2 separate regions of the Sus scrofa genome follow, and region 1 is linked to region 2. The links are chromatin contacts, called in public HiChIP or PLAC-seq maps. All regions are on one chromosome and are shown on one strand. Each heading gives the region's core, a stretch centred on a gene start, on an enhancer-like site or on the middle of the called end of the contact. The rest is flanking DNA. Distances are from core to core; before and after follow the strand shown.

Region 1 (3,508 bases), core at 799-3,298, 120 kb before region 2:
GAAAGCTCACTGGAAAAGCCCTGTCTGGGTTCAGGGACACCACTCACCACCAAGTCTCCTGGCTTCAGCTTTTCAGCATCCACCAACCCAATCACAGGTAGAAAGTATGTCTGTAGGAAAGATTCCAGGTGCAGACTCAGTAACTGCCTTCAGTAAGGCTCCCTAGTCCTGTCCCCCATAGACCCATCCTACAGTTGAAACCAGCCTCACCTGTCGTGTAGAGGTTTTGATCACTGCACACTTGCCCTTCCTCTGGGAATCCAGGTCAATATTGGCACCATCTTCCTCTTGGTCATTGGGATCAACGTCCAGAAGCTGGGAAAGGAAAAAGCTCAGCTCAAGAAGCCCTGCTCAGCCCCCTGACCTCTCCAGAGCCCAGTACTCCTGGAGCCGAGAATACTCACAGGACTGGCCACCCCTATCTCACGCCTCAGACTAGCCCTGAGCCCAGCAAAGGTGTAGTTAATAAGCCAGAGGATTGGTTAAGATTCTGTTCAGGTGTTGCTTCTCTGCACGGAGGTCATCTACCCCTCAAGGAAAAACAGCCAGTAGGAAAGGAAACGTGAGGAGGCCTCTTCAGCCCCATGTATCTCCCCTGGAAATTCACTCTACAAAGGAAACCCTAAAAAGGATGCCCCTTACATGCGATTAGGCCTCCAAACGCCCACCCACTCTTTCCCCAATGGTCCCCTTGCAGGTTATCTCCAAGCCCCAGTGACCCTCTCTCTTCCCCTCCACATACACACACACCTCGATGACGTTGGAGACCAGGTACGGCAGGGTCTTATTCACTTTGATTTTCTCACTGTTCTCTTTGATCTTGTCCTTCATGGCTTGGAGTTCGTGGGTGACTCGTAACACTTCACTCTTCATGATCTGGGGTAGGGGTAAGTGGAAGCAAACATTCAGCCTTAGCTCTCAGCTTGTCCTAAGGCCTTGTAACTAGTGAAGTCCAGGTTGCCCAAGGGACCCTCCTGCACCGGTGCTCTCAGCTCTAAGGCTCCCTGAAAGCTCAGGCTGTGTCCACAACCAGCAGAGGTCAAAACAGGAGGCCAGTCTGGACACCTCCTGGCGAAATAGCTGGAGTAAAGGGAAAAAGAACATGACTTTAGTCAACCAAACAGAGATTTTAGCTTCTGCCTTTTGTTACAGGCTGTGTACTTCACCAGAGTAAAAAAAAACCTCTGTGAGCCTCAGTTTCTTCATCTGTAAAACGGGGACTTCCTAAAAAAGGGATTCTCCAGGGGAAGACTGAAAGACCTCGCTGGGAAAGGCAGTCTGATGAGTCCTCCTCTCAGGCCTGGTCTCCTGCTACCCTCTCTTCTGGTCCCTTTTAAAGCTTAGTTTTCTTCTCTCTTTTCCTGGTCAGAGGGCGGTCCCCACACCGCCCCTAGGGAGGTCGAGAAAGACGTGAGAGTAGCAGCTGGGATCAGGGGTTGTGCGCCCACCTTGATTTCACTGTCCAGCAGCCGTGTGCGCTGCACGATCTCTTCTGTGGACATCTTGAGTACTTCCTCCCCGATTCCATCTTGCTGTGAAAAAATTTTTTTATTAAACTCAGGGCAGCTAACTGATGACTGTGAGCTCAGCCTCAGTTTCCTCATCCATAAAACCATAAGACCCTTGCCCACATCCCCAGCGGCCCCAACCCCCGGACCGGGCTAGCTCTTGACCCCCCCCGCCCCCAGCCACCGCCTCCCCTCCTGACAAGAGCATCTCTACGCTGGCCCCTGGCTCCAAGACCCCAAGCTCTCCCGCCGCGCACCTCAGCCTCATCCCACACCGTCGCCATCTTCTCCTGCCGAGTCACTGGACTCTCGAGCTGCGGCAGCAGATTCATTTCCTGGAGGAGAAGGTTGAAGATTAAACCGGACAGCAGCCGGGGCGAGAGATTAATAATGTCTTTCTTAACTCCTGCGCTTGACTAACGCCAGCCCTCTTTCTCCAAGTCCTGACTCTTGACAGAATTAGCTTGCGCCGCGTTACCACAGCGAATCTGCGTCTGCGATTCAAAAGACGAGGCCCGGGCCACAGGACCCGCCCCTAAGGCTCCGGAACCGTTCCCGCCCTCGTCCTGTTTATGCCATCGCAAGAGGTAATGCGCTATTGGCTGACACGCGCAGAGGGGCGTGGCCTTGATGTAAAAACGTAAGAGGAAGGAGAAAAGAGGGGAACGAGACGGCCTTTGGGCAATGTAGTCCTAGTCCAGCGGGCGCATGAAAAGGCTCTTTTGCTGCTTTTGGCGCGGGCGGGAGCGAGGGCGAGGGGTGCATTCCCGGCAAATGGAAGTTCCCAGGCTAGGGGTGGAGTCGGAGCCACAACCACAGCAACTCGGTATCATAGCCTCATTTGCGGCCCACACCGCAGCTCGCGGCCAAGCCAGAACCCCAGCCCAGTGAGCAAAGCAAGGGATGAACCCGCATCTTCAGGAATACTAGTCGGATTTGTTTCCGCTACACCACAACAGGAACCCCTGAAAAGCCATTTTTGAAGGGGGGCTTTCAACCTCAGAAACTGGCCCAGTTAAGAATTAGGGAATTCTCTTAATGGAGTTCCTGTTGTGGCTCAGCAATTACCAACTGACTAGTATCCCGGAGGATGCAGGTTTGATCCCTGGTCTGGCCCAGTGGGCTAAGAGGCGTTGCTGCAAGCCTCTTGGTAGGTCACTGATGTGGCTCAGATCTGGCATTGTAGCTGTAGCTTAGGCCGGCAGCTGCAGCTTCGATTTGACCCCTAGCCTGGAAACTTCAGTATGCTGCAGGTGTGGCCCTTATAAAATAAAAAAAATGGGAGTTCCCATTGTGGTTCATGGGAAATGAATCTGACTAGCATTCATGAGGACGCAGGTTCCATCCCTGGCCTCGCTCAGTGGTTTAAGGACTCTGTGTTGCCTGACCTGTGGTGTAGGTCATAGATGTGGCTCGGATCTGTCGTTGCTGTGGCTGTGGCATAGGCCAGTGGCTACACCTCCAGCCCTAGCCCCGGGAACCTCCATATGCCACGAGTGGAGCCCTGAAAAAAAAAAAAAAGAATTAGGGGATTCCCTAAAAGAGGGTGGGCCTCATCCAATCAGTTGAAGATCTGACTAGCACAAAAAGGCTGACTATCCCCAGGGAAAGAGGGAACTCTTCCTGCCTGACTGCCTTGAACTGGCACATGGGTCTTTTTCAGGATTGAGACTTGAACTGAAACATCAGCCTCTTTCTTCTAGGGTCTTGTACCTGCTGGCTTTCAGACTAGAATTTACACTATCAGCTCTCCTGGTTCTCAGGCCTTATGATTTTGATGAAGCTAAACCATCAGCATTCCTGGGTTTCCAGTTTGTCAATTTACTCTACAGATATTGGAGACTTCCCACCTCCATAAATATCCTTTTTTTTTTTTTTTTTTTCTTTTTATGGCTGCACCCATAGCATATGGAAGTTCCCTGGCTAGGGGTTGAATTGGAGTTGCAGCTTTGGCTTACACCACAGCCACAGCAACACCAGATCTGAACCTTATCTGGGAC
Region 2 (3,665 bases), core at 1,129-3,628:
GGGCTGCTCCTGTGGCATACGGAGGTTCCCAGGCTAGGGGGCGAATCAGAGCTGTAGCCGCCGGCCTACGCCAGAGCCACAACAACGCATGATCCGAGCTACGTCTGCAACCTACACCACAGCTCAAGGCAACGCCGGATCCTTAACCCACTGAGGGAGGCCAGGGACTGAACCCGCAAACTCATGGTTCCTATTCGGATTCATTAACCACTGCACCACGACGGGAACTCCTGAAAAAAATGGAAATCTTTAGAAAATAAATTATTCTGGCTCAAATTTCACTGTCTACCTCTTACACCACAGACACTTTTACAAATTACTGCACTAAAGCTCAACTGACACCATGTTAAACAGACACTTTCTCCTCCATTTTGCAGATGAGAATAAACTGAAGCTCAAAACAGTGGCTTGGTCAAGGGTGTATAGATAGTAACATCGCAAAGATTACAACCCAGGCCTTCCAATTTCAAGCCTGGGTCTGCTTCTATTCTGCCACATCTTAAAGGGCAGATATGCATTACTGCTCATGACATTGTTTAAAAAAAAATTGTGTGGAAACTGTTCTAAGAGCACTTGCTACCTAATCTTGAGCAAGTAAGTCACTTAACCTCAGTTTCCTCATCTGAAAAGTGAAAGGGTTGGAAAAGCTTAAAAGGCTATCTCTAATAACCCCACCAGCTAATAGACTTTAAGTCTAGGCACCACCTGAGAAGAAAGCCCCTGGACAAGAATGAATGGTTGGAAAGAAGCTGAGGCTTATGCTCTGGGCGGAGAACCGTTCTTAATGGAAACAGGTGGTGGACAGTCAAGAGGAAAGAACCACTGGGGAAACCATAAACTTCCTGGTTAAATCAACAGCTGAAAGCGCCGGCTTTGCTTTACTAACAGCAATGTTTCAATCAGGACTAACTCAAGATCAGAAACCACACAAAGTAAAGCTAGAAGAATATCAAAACACAGGGGTAGAGGAGGGACCTGTAGCCATAGTTATATATAACTATGCTATGATAACTGGATGATTTTCCAAGTAGACTTATTAATGTTAAAACAGAACGAACCCTTGGTGATTCTGAGAGAAGACTCTTCTTCACCAAAAATTTAAGGAGAAAATGAAACTTGCATACCACTCTACAAGATGTCACACTTGTGGAAAAGATCCCACCCAACATTTGCGGAAAAGGTGAAAGAAAGCAATTAAAGCCTCTCCAAACTGCAGGGAATCAAAGAGAGTGAAAAGACCTTCATTAACGGTGAAGTTTCTGTAAAGGATTCCTCTGGTATTTGTAACCTCTTACACTGCAGACATTATAAAGCACTCAGTGCTATCTGAAACTGTTATACAGCCTTTTCACTCGAGAGTAATAAAAAGTACAGTATTTACTTCGCTGGCGAGAAAAAGATTCCATTTTGCTAAAACGGGCTCCGACCAAAATCTCACCACCTATCCCTTAACTACGAGGACAAGACTAAACCAAGGAGAAGCTACTTAGAGCCCATGCAACAGTCCTAGAGAATTCAAACAACATCCTGCCTTGAGAACCACAAGACACCAGCGGCTTTAAATCCAAACCAAGTACTTAACGAAAAAAGCTCACCGCGCTTCTGGGTGCGAGATTCCAGCCCCGCTACTAGGCCATGACTGGGTGAGCACCTGACATGGGGGGGAGGGCGAGCCAGGGCCCTAGCAGATCTGGGGCGAGCAACCAGGGGCTCTCGAGGCACCACGGGGGAAGCTCAGCCCTCTAGAGGCAGGGGTCCTGGGGACCCCCCCACGGTAGGCACCAAGAACACGTGGGGCGACAGGAGCAGGGAAGGGGTGTCCTGGGCAGGCAGCCTGGGTCTGGCACCGCGGCAGGAAAAAGGAGGAACGACTACCCCTAGACAGAGAACTGAGTCCTCTGGGCCCCGAGAGTGCAGGCAAAGGGCGCGGAAAGAAGCAAGGCCACGAGGAGGGCGGGTCTCCCTAGGCACGGGGGCACGCGCTGGGCAAGCGCAGCGGAACCCGGGCAGCGGAGGACCCCGACACACGCGAGGAGACCGCAGACCTGCCTCCACGACGCGGCGAACTAGGAGCGGCCGCGCTCGGAGGGCCCTGTGACCCGCGGCTGCCCGGACCGGACCCGCCCCGCGGCGCCTCCCTCCTGCCCCTTTCCCTCCCTCGTTCCCTCCCTCCCACCCGCGGCCCGTTATCCCGCGGCCGCCGCACTCACCAGCGGCTGCACCTTAGCCCGCCGCTGCCTCAGCTGCTGCCTGCGCCTTCGCAGCCGCCGCCGCTGCCGCCGCCTCGCTGCTGAGGCCGAGTCCCGGGGGAGCCTCCGCGTCCCACCGCCGCTGCCGCTGCCGCCAGAGCAGAACACCCCAAAATGGCGGCACTTCCGGCACCTACCACCGGCGGGGAGGGCCAAGCAGGAGGGGGAGGGCGGCGAGGGGGAACGTACCACCGCGGGGCCGCCCGCAGCGCGGATCCGAGCGGAGCACCGCGCAGGGGCGGGCAGAGCGCCCGGCACTGCAGCGCCCCCTGGGGCTGGGGAGTGGAGAAGCAGCCGCGCCAGAGCCCCCGGGGCCTGGGGCGGAACCCTCAGCCCTAGGAGCGGCAGGGGCACGTCTCTTTGTCTCCCAGCACTGCTCTTGGGAAGAGTGGGAGGACCCCTGGCTTAAGAAGCTGAAGTTCTCGGCTCTGCGCCCCGCACCCACAGGAGTTCTGGATGAACTGGTGGGCTAGGACCTCTGCTTGGAACTGAATATGCGCGTAATAAAATATTTGATGAATGAATGGATGAGTGAATGGGATGGTGCTTGGCCAGCGCTGGGCACATGACACACCCTCCTTTCTACCCAACGGACAAGCAGCAGTATCCAGGCCTTCCTTCTCTACTGAGATGTGGAATGTGAGTGTATTGCAAGCTTTCAGAGTTAGCAGGATGATTGGCTGTATGAGCACACAACCTTGCAAAAATCCTTGCAGCGCTGGGAAGCTCATAAAGGTGCTGTTAAGAGACTGATTTTCCAGCCCTAACCTTCTTCTCCACGATTTTTTTTTCTTTTTAAGTTTCTTTTTTTGTTTGTTTGTTTTTTGTTTTTTGCTCTTTAGGGCCGCACACTCCGTATACAGAGGTTCCCAGGCTAGGGGTCAAATCGGGGCTACAGCTGCCGGCCTGCTCCACAGCTCACAGCAACGCCCGATCCTTGACCCACTGAGCGAGGCCAGAAATGGAACCCGCAACCTCGTGGTTCTTAGTCGGATTTGCTTCTGCTGTGCCATGATAGGAATTTCATGATTTTTTTTTTTTTCAATAACCCAGGTAAGGTCCCTGAAGACCTTCAGAGTGACCCAGGAATCCCAAGATCTAGGTGGACTGCAAACAGTACAATAGTTCGATCGTTCCTTTGTTTTTTTGGGGTGTTGGCTTTTTTTAGGGCTGCACCCCCAGCATATGAAAGTTCCCATGCTAGGGATACAATCTGAGCTGTGGCTGCTGGCCTATGCTACAGTTCGACGCAGCTCAGGACTTCGCAGATCCTTAATTCACTGAGTGAGGCCAGGAATGGAACCAGAGTACTTAAGGATTCCACTTGGGGTTCTTACTACTGAGCCATTATGGGAACTCATTGTTTGTTTGTTTGTTTGTTTTAAAGGCCAATGTCATTTATTCCACAGTTTCTAC

Evidence for each region. HiChIP or PLAC-seq counts read pairs in DNA pulled down with a chosen protein or histone mark.
Region 1: an H3K27ac HiChIP or PLAC-seq map of alveolar macrophages shows a contact between it and region 2. The contact joins the promoter of PSMC3 here to the promoter of CELF1 in region 2. A contact is called at or near these places in 1 of 5 promoter capture datasets (liver), 9 of 47 Hi-C or Micro-C datasets (alveolar macrophages, embryonic fibroblasts, fetal heart ventricle and 3 more) and 2 of 2 datasets of contacts at active chromatin or transcription factors (alveolar macrophages and skeletal muscle).

Annotation. Positions count from the first base shown.
Region 1 is chr2:15,184,022-15,187,529 of Sscrofa11.1, reverse strand. PSMC3 (26S protease regulatory subunit 6A) reads right to left here and starts at 2,048. Exons shown (of 12, transcript XM_003122809.3): 1 at 1,766-2,048; 2 at 1,449-1,532; 3 at 751-876; 4 at 211-315; 5 at 48-110. The coding sequence starts at 1,840.
Region 2 is chr2:15,065,237-15,068,901 of Sscrofa11.1, reverse strand. It overlaps CELF1 (CUGBP Elav-like family member 1), which reads right to left and starts at 2,378. Exons shown (of 16, transcript XM_021083082.1): 1 at 2,211-2,378.